Linked DNA regions of Mus musculus: region 2 is linked to region 1. The links are chromatin contacts, called in public HiChIP or PLAC-seq maps. All regions are on one chromosome and are shown on one strand. Each heading gives the region's core, a stretch centred on a gene start, on an enhancer-like site or on the middle of the called end of the contact. The rest is flanking DNA. Distances are from core to core; before and after follow the strand shown. Region 1 holds the start of Ap2b1 (adaptor-related protein complex 2, beta 1 subunit). Region 2 overlaps Ap2b1 (adaptor-related protein complex 2, beta 1 subunit).

Region 1 (7,064 bases), core at 328-2,827:
TGAAGCCCTAGGATCCTTTCCCAGTTCTGGAAAGAAAAATAGTGTCAGTTTTTATTTCAATTTGGTAATGTGCCAGTTTTTAGTTACCAAATAATGCATTAAAAACCCCAGTCTCAAATGTGTAGTCTAATAGAAGGCACATGATTAACCTTTCTATTAGAAGGCATTAAAGGCTAAGCCTGACCATCAGGTTTGGAGATCTTAAGTATATATTAAATGTAAGTTACATAGGAAATTATTTAATAGATGCTCAGTAAATAAATGTAATTGGGTTAAGTCATCTGTTTTGTTTTTCAAAGACAGTTTTCTGTGTAGCCCGGGCTGTCCAGGAATTCACATTGTAGACCAGGCTGGCCTTGAACTCACAAAGATCAACTTACCTCTGCCTCTTGATTGCTGAGGTTAAAGGCTTGTGCCACCACACCCAGTTGCCTTGAGTTTTTTGTTTTTAATATATAAAGATTTATTTTTTTTTTTTAATGTACACAAGTACACTGTAGCTGCCTTCAGACACCAGAAGAGGGCATCAGATCCCATTACAGATGGTTGTGACCCATCATGGGATTGCCTGGGAATTGAACTCAAGACCTCTGGAAGAGCAGCCAGTGCTCTTAAACACTGAGTCATCTCTCCAGTCCTACCATGAGTTTTTTAAGTTTCAAATCTGGCGGCTGGAGAGATGGTTCAGTGGTTAAGATCACTAGCTGCTCTTTCAAAGGACCTGGATTTTGTTACCAGCTCCCGCATAGCAGCTCACAGCTGTCTGAAATTCCAGTTCCAGGGGAACACTCTCTCACATACATACATGCAGGCAAAACACCAATGCACATTAAAAAACAAAATGAAAAAAAAAAGATTGTTCAATAGTAGAGTGAGGGGTGCCTGGTTAGAAGCACCACTAAGCCTTGGAGTCTAGGTATATAGATAGAGAAGTTCAAAGTGCTCTAGAGGCAGAAAGAAGCAAGAGGGCTTAGTTTTAGGCTTGTCTGAGTTACACAGCCCGACGTTGGTCTTTCTTTTCTTTTGAAGCTGGACATGGTAACTAAACGCCTGTACCAGTTTATAGTTTCCTAATGAAACCTGTATCCACAACCTGTTTTAGGTACCTTATACCACTCAAGCCTAAGGGCGGGGCAGGAAGGGGGCGCTAATAAGTTTCTCCAGTCTTGTTCAATGTAGGGATTCAAACTCAGATCTGAATGCTTCTTAGCCATCTTTGAGTCGCCGTCTCCTAGTTCATCCGTCCGTCTGTAGTCCTGGTTTCTATCACCTCTATGGGCTTCTTAACCTTACAAGCAAATTAGCTGAGGTTTGTGTTTGAGCAAATAGGATATCTCACACAGGTTTCACAAAAATCTTGTTCACGGGAATAAATCCCGAAAATACCCACTTATTGAAGATATCCGGTGGGAAAGCAACTGCGGGTCTCCTGAGTGTATAGGCAACTGCCCTATCCCTGAGACAGGGAAACCTTTCCGTTGCTGAGGCGACAGACACGACCTGGCCGTTTGGTTCTCCCGCGCACCCAGATGACGTCAGGCGGCGAGATTCTCTTACGCCAAAGCTTCCGGCTCACCATCTTTGTCCCTGGCAAATTGGGTTTTGCGCAGTGGCTTAGATCTAGAGAGAATCGTGACGGGCAGGAAACCATTACACCACCACCCCGGCTGTGCTCTCCGACTGCCGCCGCCGCCGCCGCCACCCCGCCCTTGCCTCCGGTGAGTTCAAGGCGGCTGGCTTTGGGGTGTGCCCTGACTGACTCGCGGTGCTTGTGAGGGAGGGGAGCCCCAAGCCGGGTCATAGGCTCAGGAGGAAAGGAGAGCCGAGGAGCGTGACGGTTGAGGGTGGAAGGAGTCCTCGGGTGTGACCGTTGTGAGGGAAAAGCTGGGAGAAAGTGCCTCCATCGTAGTGACCGTGGTGGCCTGGGGCTGCGCTCCGGTGTAGCAGCGGGAGTTGGGGGCTTCGGAGCGAAGCAAGGTTCCGAAGACCGGCTTGGGGAAGGCTCAGGCCAGGGGTGTGGCCGCTGGAGGCCGAGGGAGAACCACCCAGCTCTCCCGTTTGACATCTGTTCATTGAGAAAGAAGCTCCGACGTGTCTCCACGACTAGGGAGAAGGGATTCCCGCGACCGTTTGGTCACTGAAACCTCTCTTGTCGCACGTATTTGGGGTTAAGAGGCATCTCTCCTTACCTAGTGAAAATTGGACAGATTTCTTGACCTGGGGAAGTGGATAAAGAGAATGGGGACTAACTGTACTTCGAGGAAGGAAGGAGAAACCTGCATAATTGAGGCCACCCCCACCCTCTGTGTAAGAGGGGAAAATAAATCTTAGCATGGAATTTTGTTTTTCTTTTTTTTTTCCCCCCTCCCTATATTCCCTGGGGTTATCAGGAGCAGTCTAGTTTGGGCAAGGCTGTAAATTCTACTAGAAGTGAAAAAAAAAAAACAAAACAAAACCCTGGAATTTCCTGCTATTTCTTTATTCTTTGAATTCACAGGATGTATTAGCTTTTTGAGCAGCCCTCTTTTTAGGAGAAGGCTCTTATTAAACTCAAGCAATTTAGTTATGAAGCAGTGTGAATGTGTCATGGATGCTTCGCTGAATTTTTTTACTTTTAGAAGGGAGATTTTTTTTTCTTTTATTTTAGTGGCCAAACTTTTTTTTTTTTTTTGCAACCTTTGTGGTTTAAAAGACAAAGAACACACTGTAAGCTCAGTAAGGCTAGTGACTAAGAAGGAAGGTGGTCTCTTAGAGAGGAACAATTTAAATTATTAACTGCTCTCCTGTGCAGTTCACTGCTTAGCCTTAGGGTGCACTTACAAGGTAATAATAGAAAGCGGCAGGTGAAGTAGGTGCAGCCATCGGTAACACATTCCAGTGATGACTAAGTGAGGCGGGCGGGCATGTAAACTGAGAACTGAGTAGGTGCCTTGCAGGGTAGACTCCCTGAGAAAGAGAGGGGAGTGTGCGCTGCAAACAGCTCAGTCAAGTTGTGTGGTAAATTAAAACAGAGTAAATATCCTGATGAATTAAGATCAGAGAGGTCCCTCGCATCCTTTTCTTCTGGAAAAGATTTTGCTTTCGTCTCAAGGCACACATTTGAACCATGTTAGACAAGGGGCATTCAGAAGGAGGATAGCATCCCCATTTTTCTTCTTTCCTCCTGGGCTTAAGTTTTCCAAAATGTCCTGGCATTTCATAACAGTTGGGTGTAAGACTGTTGGGCTTCTTTCTTTCCGTATAATCCTATATTAATAAATTAACTTGTAGTTATTTAAATAGAAGCCAGAGGTGGATTTAGCTTTTAACGTTTTATTTCTGACAAGCTAAATTAATCTGAGGCTGCTGCTGTCCTTATGTTATGAACATCTGGCCAGCAATGGTCTTTATACCACTCATCCTTGTAAGCAGAGGTGACTGGAATGACTTTCTGCTTTAGAATTTACTGAACTCTGGCTAGTATTGACTTCATGTGCAAAGGAGGGCACAGTGGTCTTGCTAGTGCTAACGCTGGCTGCCATTTTCCAGAGAACCATTTGAAATTAAGACCTTATAATTTTTTTTTTCTGACTGTATTCTACCCAGCCTATTAATCTTGTTTCACTGCTGAGCTGCTCTTTTGGGGAATTGGAGGAAGGGAAGGCTGGAAGGAGAGAAAGGACTTCGACAACCTATATTTATCAGAAACTAGGTTATGTTAATCTAGATATATAACCTTGTACAGGGAGGCCTGGGAAAGGCAGTGGAGCAATGCTGTGGACTAGGACAAGTCCAAGGATCCTTGCCTTGCCCTGTGGCTGCTCTGTCCTTTAACAATGTCCCCAGGCCACACGATAAGTCAGTCAGTGACCTTTCAGGTTTCATGTCGTATAAGATTGTGTACGTTCAAATTCCATTGTGGCTTGTTTATTTCTAGGGATTTCCTGAAAAACAAAAATTTGCCCCAGTAAGATTGAGTTTTGAAGCACTAGGCAAGTTGAAATTGTGTTTTTCCCGTTCTCTTGTGGCTTGTGTGTGTGTGTCTTATGTGTGTGTGTCTTCTACTATAGGCATCAGTGTCTATCCGGCAAGTGTGGGGGGCTTGGATTAAAAAATAGTTATATGTCATTGTGAGTTGAAAGTCACGGGGACATTAAAGTTCTGTCATTACCACCTCTTCTCCTTTTAATTAAATACTTAAAATTCATGCAAGTATATAATGTGTTTCGATCCAGGCCATCCCTGCCCCCATCCTTCCTTTCTACTGTTGCTTTTGTTTAGACTATTTTCATTTTTCCTTGTCCCTCCCACCCCCTTAAAGCAAGGATAGACTGGATACCTTTTTTCTTTGCCTGTATGATGGTGATTATTTCATCACAATTATTGGCTATGGTGTCAGTTAAATGAGTGATATATTTACCTGCTTTTTTTTTTTCCTTCCTCTCCCCCTTTTGATGATGGAGATGTCTTATACCTGCTAGGTAAGCACTTTAGCATTGAGCTATATCCCTGGTCCAAAATGCCACTGAAGATTGAGCACAGGATTTTTCCTATATTAAGCAAGCCCTCTACTACTGGCCCTTTATTTATTTATTTTATTTTTATATGGGTATTTTGACTGCACGTAAGTCTGTATACCACTTGTGTATTCAGTGACTTCAGAGGCCAGAAGAGGGCAGATGGTTATAAGTTGCTAAGTGCATGGCAGGAACGGAACCCAGGTCCTCTGGAAGAACAGCTAGTGCTCCTAACTGTTGAGCCATCTCCAGCCTTATTTTATTTTTAAGATAGACCCTCATTAAAATTTCCAGACCTACCTCGGGTTCCCAAGTAGCTGGTTCTCTTTATCTCTTTTTCTTAGAAAGCAGAGATTTTTGATTTAGGATATATGTTGCAGGCTTCTTTTTATTATTTTATTCTATTTTATGTATACAGGTGTTATTTCTGTGTGTATATGTCAGTGTACCATGCGTATGTGCCCAGGGAGACCAGAAGGTGTTGGATTCCGATGAGTCTCTCTGTTGGGTGCTAGGAATCGAATCATACTAATCATGAAATGTGTAGGCTGCTAATAAAGCCATGCCTTAAGGTGATGAACAGAGTTAGAATTTCATGTTATCTGGATACGGTGGCACAAGGCAGAACCAGGAGGATCCCATGTGTAGGAAGCCAGCCTGGTCTTTACAGCAGGTTTCAAGATTGCCAAGACTATATAGTAACGATCCTATCTCAAAGGAAAAAAAAATATATATGTGAATGGGTAGATATGAGAGCTTTAGAAAACAGAATGCTTTCATGCATTTTTCCCAAATAAGTGGGTGAAAAACTTTCAAACAAATTTGTCTTTAAATCTTAGGTTTGAAGTTTTGATGCTTCGTGGGATTTTAAATGGTATAACAGCGTTCTGTAGAAACAGTAAAGGTTTTGAGCCACAGCTGTGGTCTGCCAGGCCCTAGTAATTGTTTCTGTACATTAGCGTTTCTGTTTGCATATGTAAACTCATAAATAACTTAAGATTTATATCACAAGTCTTTAAAACAGGGTCTTACTGGCTCGGGAATTCATTATGTAGATCAAGCTGGCCCTAAACTCAGATCTACCTGTTTATGTGAAGAATTCCTAGCCAGGTGCGGTGGCTCATATCTGTAATCCCCCAGCACCTGGCAGGTAGGGGCATGAGAAACAGAGTTAAAAGTCATCTTTAGGCACATAGCACGTTTGAGACTATCTTGGGCCCCATAATACCTGTCTTTAAAAACAAACAGACAGACAGAACCATGTGTGGTTATGTTTGTAACCCTAGCACTCTGGACAGAGGCAGAAGAAGCGGACCTTTGCAAAGTTATGGCCAATCTCTTTTATATAGAGAGTTTCAGGCCAGCCAGGGCTACACAGGGAGATGCTGTCTCAAAAAGCACAGGTATCTCAGGGGTTAAAAGCACTTGCTGCTCTTGTAGAGGCCCAGTTTCAATTCCCAATACTCAGGTCAGGTGGTTCACAACCATTTGTAACTCTAGCTTCAGGGTTCCAACTCCTTCCTCTGGCCTTAGTACAGGGGCACACACGCAGGTGTACACACATACACATATATAAGTCAATAATAACAAATATTTAAAAACAAAATTTCCCTAATTTGTCTGTGTTTTATTTAATTTATGCTGTGAATGGATTGATTAGAACATTCTCTGAATTTTTGCTAGAAAAACATGAAAACTTTAATGCAAGTCTCCATGTAACAAATATGAAAACGCTTTTTGCATCCTACATGGTATTCTTTTGTTTTGTTTAAAGATTTATGTATTTATTATATGTAAGTACACTGTAGCTGTCTTCAGACACCCCAGAAGAGATTCAGTTATCATTACAGATGGTTGTGAGCCACCATATGGTTGCTGGGATTTGAACTCAGGGCCTTTGGAAGAGCAGTCAGTGCTCTTAACCACTGAGCCATCTCTCCAGCCCCCTACATGGTATTCTAATACTTTCATTTCTTTCCTTTCTGTTTTTTGAGACAGCATCTTTATGTAGTCCAGGTTCACTTCAAAGTCACTGCTATGTTTAGGAGGAAGATCTTGACCTCTTGGTCTTCCTGTCTCTATTCCTGGTGCTGGGAGTAAGGAGGCTCATTTTTCTGAGAGCCATTTTGCAAATAATATTTAATAGGTTGGCAGAATTTTTCTGCTTTTGGGTTTAGGCTGCTTTGAAGTCCATGGTTTGAATTGCTCCATGCTGAGGCAGAGAAGTAACTAGACTTTCCTGATTAGAAATCTTTCAAACGAAGCCTTTGTCTTAAATGTTTATGTATTGTCTTATGTAACGTCTTAAATGTAAGATGTATTTTCAAAGGTGTCAGGCTTGTCCTTGGAGGCTGCAGAGCCATAGGAGTTGAGATTATTGCCCTAGTCCATTGCCCTTCAGACTTCACCCCTTGAAGTTCCTTGAAGCAAGTTGCAGTTCTTATTTCCCGTGCTGCTTGAACCACAAATGGCAGTGGCAGTGGGAAGAAGCTACTCATTTTGTTTAAAAGCAGAAATTCTTAAATAGAGATGGTCTCAAAATTTGATGTCTTGCTGGAGACATGTAAT
Region 2 (7,064 bases), core at 2,873-5,372, 37 kb after region 1:
CAGAAGACTAAAAACAAGAAGGAAACTGGTGTGAGTGTAGGTGTTGGGGATCGCTAGGATCTCCCTGTTGCTGGCTTCTGGAGTCTGCTGAGGCCCCTGTGCTGCCTGTAGTTTGCTGAGCATGGGGCTTCTGCAGGGTTGGATCCCATTTTGACCTCAGCATGGAGCTTTGACTTTTCTAACGGAATCTTTGGTTTATATTAATACTTGAGCCATGAAACCCTGAAGCATTACTTGATACAATGAATCAAGCAAAGGTCCTATAACCCTGAGTGCTAATCTTCCCTCTGCCCTCAGCATCTGTGAGCGAGTAACGCCTCGGCTCTCCCACGCCAACTCTGCAGTGGTGCTTTCAGCCGTAAAAGTCCTAATGAAGTTTCTAGAATTGTTGCCCAAGGACTCTGACTACTACAATATGCTGCTAAAGAAGTTAGCACCTCCACTTGTCACGTTGCTGTCTGGGGAGCCAGAAGTACAGTACGTCGCCCTGAGGAACATCAACCTAATTGTCCAGAAAAGGTAGGAAATGGTGATTTGGTGATTTTTAAAATGGTTGTGATCTTGAGGTGAAGCTTCAGATGATTGCTTTATAGACTGGTGCCCTTGCCCAGGAATAACCGCTTACAGCTATTACCGTTCTCTCCAGAGTAACTATGTGCAGGTCAGGGCTGTTTGGGTTTTGTTGTGTTTTTGGGTTTTGTTTTTTTTAAACAGACTCTCACTGTGTAGACTAGGCTGACCTCCATCTCACAGCAATCCTCCTGCCCCAACCTCCCAAGTGCTGGGATTAAGAGTGGCGGCTCCGCTTCCAGCCAGCTTGCTTTTGTGAGTGCTTCTTTTGGATGTGTTCCCCATGGAAAGCTTTAGTTGAGAACGGGGTGGCTCTGCCTCAGCAGTTCTCTGTGGTAGCACACACCCTCATACTTCTAAAGGATGCAAGTCAGATGCCAGATGGAGTTGATGAGAGTAGATGGGCTGAGAGTGTAGCTCATGACAAAACGTTTGTCTAGAATGTGCTAAGTAAGTGCTGAGCTTGGCACCCAGCTTGATTTTGTGGAAACGAAAATGTTATATAGTACTGTGACTGCCATACTGGGGGTGGGAGGGAGGCCCAGTAGAGGCTTAGGCGGGACATTTACGAGGGTTTTCCGCCTGAAGAGGGCAGGCAGAAAGACTGACTTGATTTTCATACAGGCCAAGGAGGACATGCCAGTAAATGCATTCCGTCACCTTCCTTTCTTGTGTTTTTGTATCACAGGCCTGAAATCTTGAAGCAGGAAATCAAGGTCTTCTTTGTGAAGTACAATGATCCTATCTATGTTAAACTAGAGAAGTTAGACATCATGATTCGTCTTGCATCCCAAGCCAACATTGCTCAGGTCAGACCTTAAGCTATCCTAAGTTTGTGCCGGCTGAGAGCTTAAGATCTGGCATTCAGAAGGTCATGGAATTGCTGTTGAAACTCTTTAAAGGGGGCTGATGAGATGGCTCAGTTCTCTTCCAAAGGTACAGAGTTCAAATCCCAGCAACCACATGGTGGCTCACAACCACCCATAATGAGATCTTGCGCCCTCCTCTGACACATCTGAAGACAGCTACAGTGTACTTATGTATAATAATAAATAAATCTTCTTTTTTTTTTTTAATCTTTAAAGGTTATTTACTTCTTGGATATTTGACAGGTTCTGGCGGAGCTGAAGGAATATGCCACTGAAGTTGATGTGGACTTTGTTCGCAAAGCTGTGAGGGCCATTGGACGGTGTGCCATCAAAGTGGAGGTAAGGCCCCCCAGGAGATGAGATCGCACATATGGGATTGTGAGTGTTCATTATTTTACAGTGTGTATACATTGAGGTTTGTCAACATACTTAATGAGTAAAATAATTTTTAAAAATGTATTTAATGTATATGGGTGTTTTGTCTGCATTATGTCTGTATCTTGTATGTGTCAACTACCTGTGTAGGCCAGAAGGGGTTTTCGTACCCCCTGGAACTAGAATTCAGATGGTAGATTATGGACCACCATGTGGGTGCTGGGACTCTAATCCATGTCCTCTGGAAGAGCAGCCATCGCTCTTAATCCCTAAGCCTTCTCAGGCTCAGATTAAAGAATTTTTAACAAAACATCACTGCCCCTGCTTCCTTCCCTTCTTTACCTAGATCCACTTGCCAAAAGGATGGCTTTTAACTCTTTTGTATTAGATTATTTTGATACTTCCATATCCATAAATAATTTTGTTATTATTTATTGATTTCTTAGTTATAGATTTTTATCTTTTCAGCATACCCCCTGCCCCCCAAGCATTTTGGGGTGCTCATTGGTTTTACTTTTTAAGACAGAGTCTTACTATATAGCCCAGGCTAGCCCTAAACTCACATTCCCTGGGCCTCAGTCTCCCAAATGTGGGATTCCAGACATGAGCCTCTACGCCTGGCTTTTATTTTGTTTTCTTTTCTGTACATAGCTTTTGGTTAATATGTGTTCTTAGGTATTGTATTTTGTTTTGATTTTCATTTTTTTTTGATGCTACCTATTTATTTATTATTTTATATATTTATTGTTCAAGGCGGCAGCATGAGCCAAGGTCCATATGTGGAGGTCAGAGGACAGTTTGTAGGAATTGATTCTCTCCTTCCACCATGAGGCTCCTGGAGATCAGTCTCAGGTCATTAGGCCTGGTGGCTAGTGCGTTTATCTGATGATCCATCTGGCTGGCCCTAATACAGTACCACTTATTGATTGCTTTTTAGACTTAATAGACTTTCCCAGAGTCTAGATTGGACCTCATACCTCTGTCCCCTTTAGATGACTAAATCTGGAGGCTTGTGACAGTCAAAAGTTTTAGATGATGTTGTGTGGTTCCTTTTGAATTGTGACAAGAGGCACACAATTTAATGACCTGTAATAGTTCAGAGGGATAATTGTTCAGACTTGCCATTAAGTTTTGGGAACTTTTCTCACAATCCTATCCTTAAAAAAAAAAAAAAATCACAGTATCAAGAAATCTATTTTATCAGTTTGTAGTATATATTCAATTAATAAAAGATGAATGGGAGCCAGATGTGGTGGCACATGCCTTTAATCCCAGCACTTGGGAGCAAGAGGCAGGCAGATCTCAGAGTTCAAAGTCAGCCTGGTTGGTCTACAGAGAAAGTTCTAGGGCAGCCAGGACTTTACAGAAAAGCCCTGTCTAGAGCCGGGTGTGGTGGCGCACGCCTTTAATCCCAGCACTTGGGAGGCAGAGGCAGGCAGATTTTTGAGTTCGAGGCCAGCCTGGTCTACAAAGTGAGTTCTAGGACAGCCAGGGCTAAATAGAGAAACCCTGTCTTAAAAAAAAAAAAAAAGAAAGAAAGAAAAGAAAAGAAAAAGAAAAGCCCTGTCTAAAAACAACAACAACAACAAAAAACAAAAAACAATAAACAAAATCTCTTAGAATATTTTGAGCCATAGATAAATGAAAAAAAAATTGTAAGTCCAAACAAAATTCCTAGGTTTAGATACACGCTGTGCTGGAGGCCAGAGAGATGGCTCAATGGTTAAGAGTATTTGCTGATCTGTCATGAGAACCAGAGCCCAGTTTTCAGAAACCACATCAGAGAGAGAGAGAGAGAGAGAGAGAGAGAGAGAGAGCACGCACACATACACACCCCCTACCTACTTCCTAGAGAGAGAGGGAGAGAGGGAAGGAAGAAAAGGAGAGGGAAGGAAAGGAGAGGGGAGGGTGGGAGGAAGGGAGAGGCCAGTAAAGAAACACCAAAAACACCCTATTCAGTGTCTGTTCACTTAAGAATTCCAGTAAGGATCCCCAGTGTTGATGTGTTCTTCAGTTACCTTCCTTTCCTTCTACTCTCCTGGCTTTTGTTTGTTTGGTTTTCTTAATGTTTTCCCCATTGTCCAGGTTACTGTTCACTCGTTTAACAGAGTTATGTGGAAGATAGAGATCGCTTGCTCAGTGCAGAGCTCTTGACTAGCCAGTGGGAGGCCCGAGGTTTGCTCCTAGCAAAACACACAAAACCAAACCCAAAACTGTTTTCAATGTGTTTGCTAATGAATAAAATCTGGTATATTCCTAGAATTGTTAATGCTGATATACATTGTATCATTTAGCCTCTAGTAGCTTTAGCAGAGTCAGTGCCTGTCTGACTCAGGCAGTGTACTTGTATGTTTCCTTTTCTGTGTTGAGATAGTGTTATTGGATTAACTTAAGTGTTGATGTTTCTTTCCCTAGCAATCAGCAGAACGCTGTGTAAGCACACTGCTTGATCTAATCCAGACCAAAGTAAATTATGTGGTCCAAGAGGCAATTGTTGTCATCAGGGACATCTTCCGAAAATACCCCAACAAGTATGTCAAAATTCATGTAATCTTCTTTCTCAGATCATTTGGGAAACGTATAAGTAAGGCACTTTGAAATTGACTCGGTAAGAATTATTATTCCATATATAACTGGTCATAGTAGATTTTTTTTTAATGAAGTCAGAGATACATAGTGGGTATCAAACAGACACTAAAACTTCTCGTTTAAATATGGGAATGGAGTTTTAAGTTGGCCCCATGTGCTGGGATTACAGGCATGAGCCACCATAGCAGCTGTTCATTATTTTTGTAGAAATGAGGCTTAGCTTAAGTATATACTTGGCATAGACTACATCAAACACATAAGATTGTTTGTTGTGTCAGAGTTACCATTACACAGGAAGCCTATTTATCCCTAGGTGTCTTGATACACTCGCTCCATGCAGACCAATGATTGTGTCCTTCCTCCTCTCAGAATAACTTTTCCAGCCGCCATGCTGTTTGCTCAGCATGGGGCCCCACTGCCTTGTGGGAGCAGCAGAGTGCATTCAATAAGTTACTCCCCTGGCCTCTGCTGACACACTGGGGCTGCTCCCACAGGGATCATTTACATCACAAAGTTTTTACTGGGGCTCTTAGTTCATAAAACAAAATACTTTGATTCTGAGACCTGCAGTCCAGAATTAGTGCAGGATTTGGGTTTTTGTGAGATTTTTTTTTTGTTTTGTCTTGAGAAGTGTTATTTTTAGAAAGAGGACCACCACCTTTTACTCAACTCCCTCCAAAAGTGAAGGATCAAGTTTCTAAACTGTTTTGTTACAGGTTAAGGAAAAAAAAAAGATCAATAGAGAAATGTGTAAAACTTGTGTAAATAAGGGGTTATGACAGTTTAATTTCAAGAAAATAGTCAGAGTCTGGTTTAATAAGTAGGAATAGGGCAGATACTTGGCCTAGTATACTAGTTATCCACATTAATATATTCTGTTTCAGTCTAATGTTGAAAATCACATTAGCCAGCTAGATCTGATGGCATGGGCCTATAATCTCAGCTATTCAGGAGGCCAAGACAGGACATGGACAAGCTCAAGCCAACCCTTGCAACCTAGCAAGACCCTGCTTTAAACAAGAGGAGAGCAGTAGGCTGAGAATACTGCTCATAGGAAAGAGTTTGCCTGGTATGTGTTGGATCCTAGGTTCAGTCTTCAGTAATAAAAATAAAATTTTAAGTTATGTTAGTAAAGGACGTATAGATTCAGCAAGGTGAATACGTAGTTATAAGAAAGGTTGATTTTTAAACACAAGATAATGGTATTTTCTTATACCACAGGTTAATTTATTCCCTCGTGAACATGTCTGTCTCATGAGCTCTTGTACAAGTTTAAAGCTTAGTTACTAAAACATAATTGAACTGGCTTTGGTGGCACACACCTTTAGTCCCATCACTCAGGAGGCAGAGGCAGATGATCTCTGTGAGTTCAAGGCCAGCCTGGTCTACAGAGTGAATCATAGGACAGCAAGGTCTACATAGAGAGTCCCTGTCTCAACACAACAAACCATAATTGAAGAACAGTGGTTCACAGTCATCTGTAACTCCACTCCCAGGGGATCCAACACTGCCTTCTGACCTCTGCAAGTACCAGGCCTTCATGTGATACACACACGTACATGCAAGCTAAACACTCATATATGCAAATTTATAAAATTGTACATAAAAAATATTTTAAAGCATATTTGAAGAAAAATTTAAGCCATGCAATTTTGACTTACTACATTCTGTTGACTAAAAACCTTTGCAGCTTGGAATCCCTTGTGTATGGTTTTTTTACTTTAGCTTCTACTGTTAAATACAGTTCTTAGTTTTGGCCTTAGTAACTAGTCCATTTGTTACAACAGGTATGAAAGTATTATTGCCACCCTCTGTGAAAACTTGGACTCCCTGGATGAACCCGATGCCCGAGCAGCTATGATTTGGATTGTAGGAGAATATGCTGAAAGAATCGATAACGCAGATGAATTACTAGAGAGTTTCCTGGAAGGTTTTCATGACGAAAGCACCCAGGTAAGTCTCTTCCATCCCGTGCTCTAGATCTCTTCAGAACAAGAGCTGAGAAGGTGAAATGTTAGCTAGTTTTTTGTGTATGTTTGTTTGTCATGGTTTCTTCGTCTCAAAAGGGATGATCGTTTTGGTCAGCACTGTTTTCTAGATAACAAAGCTGCAGCGCTTAGAGCAGTGGTCATAGACTATGATGGGCATTGGAACATTTGGGGGCTGAGGAGACACAGAGCGAGAAGCACCTGCACAGTCAGTTCCCACCTGCTGCGGTGCTGCTCCAGAAGAGAGCGAACTTCCCTGCAGTGATGTTGAGCAGTAATCAGGGTCTTATTTTCTGTCACTTAAGGATGATTACAAATTGTCCTTGGTATTTGCTGTTGCTCATTATAGTGCAGCATAGCGAGGTTTGAGAAGATTCTACATAGATGATTAGATTTCTTCCCATCTGTCCCTCTCTCCAACTAAAATTAGAGTCAGAGGCTCAGAGAGGCAGTCAGATTATTAAGCCCTTTCTCCCTGGCATTTGTGCTCATAGCAAATAGAACTTTGTGTATGTAATCCATTATAGTAATTTAATAGGCCTAATATTAATAGTGGCACAGCAGGCTCCCTCTAATTGGCTCTAATCTGACACAATTCTGTTTTGGCTCCTATCCCAGTATGGCAAATGATGTCATGAGTCCTTCAGACTTGTAAGCTTTGGTCAATGTAAAT

The links. HiChIP or PLAC-seq counts read pairs in DNA pulled down with a chosen protein or histone mark.
Region 2: an H3K27ac HiChIP or PLAC-seq map of embryonic stem cells shows a contact between it and region 1, with 8 read pairs. The contact joins the enhancer-like site here to the promoter of Ap2b1 in region 1. A contact is called at or near these places in 3 of 39 promoter capture datasets (cranial neural crest, embryonic stem cells and macrophages), 2 of 15 datasets of contacts at CTCF or cohesin (CD8 T cells and the NIH/3T3 cell line), 4 of 484 Hi-C or Micro-C datasets (embryonic fibroblasts, forebrain, nephron progenitors and 1 more), 4 of 115 datasets of contacts at active chromatin or transcription factors (the SCID.adh cell line and embryonic stem cells) and 3 of 9 other capture datasets (adipose tissue, liver and pancreatic islet).

What each region holds. Positions count from the first base shown.
Region 1 is chr11:83,301,120-83,308,183 of GRCm38.p6, forward strand. Ap2b1 (adaptor-related protein complex 2, beta 1 subunit) reads left to right here and starts at 1,578. Exons shown (of 22, transcript NM_001035854.2): 1 at 1,578-1,718.
Region 2 is chr11:83,335,084-83,342,147 of GRCm38.p6, forward strand. Ap2b1 (adaptor-related protein complex 2, beta 1 subunit) reads left to right here. Exons shown (of 22, transcript NM_001035854.2): 7 at 298-519; 8 at 1,259-1,379; 9 at 1,683-1,778; 10 at 4,230-4,345; 11 at 6,191-6,356. Among named protein-coding and RNA genes, the nearest start is that of Gm23951, 28 kb to the right of the region's middle. Within about 2 kb of position 4,123, at least 5 of the 459 cell types and tissues checked have an H3K27ac peak or open chromatin away from gene starts, as enhancers often do. A contact at or near this core is called in embryonic stem cells, where this site is marked.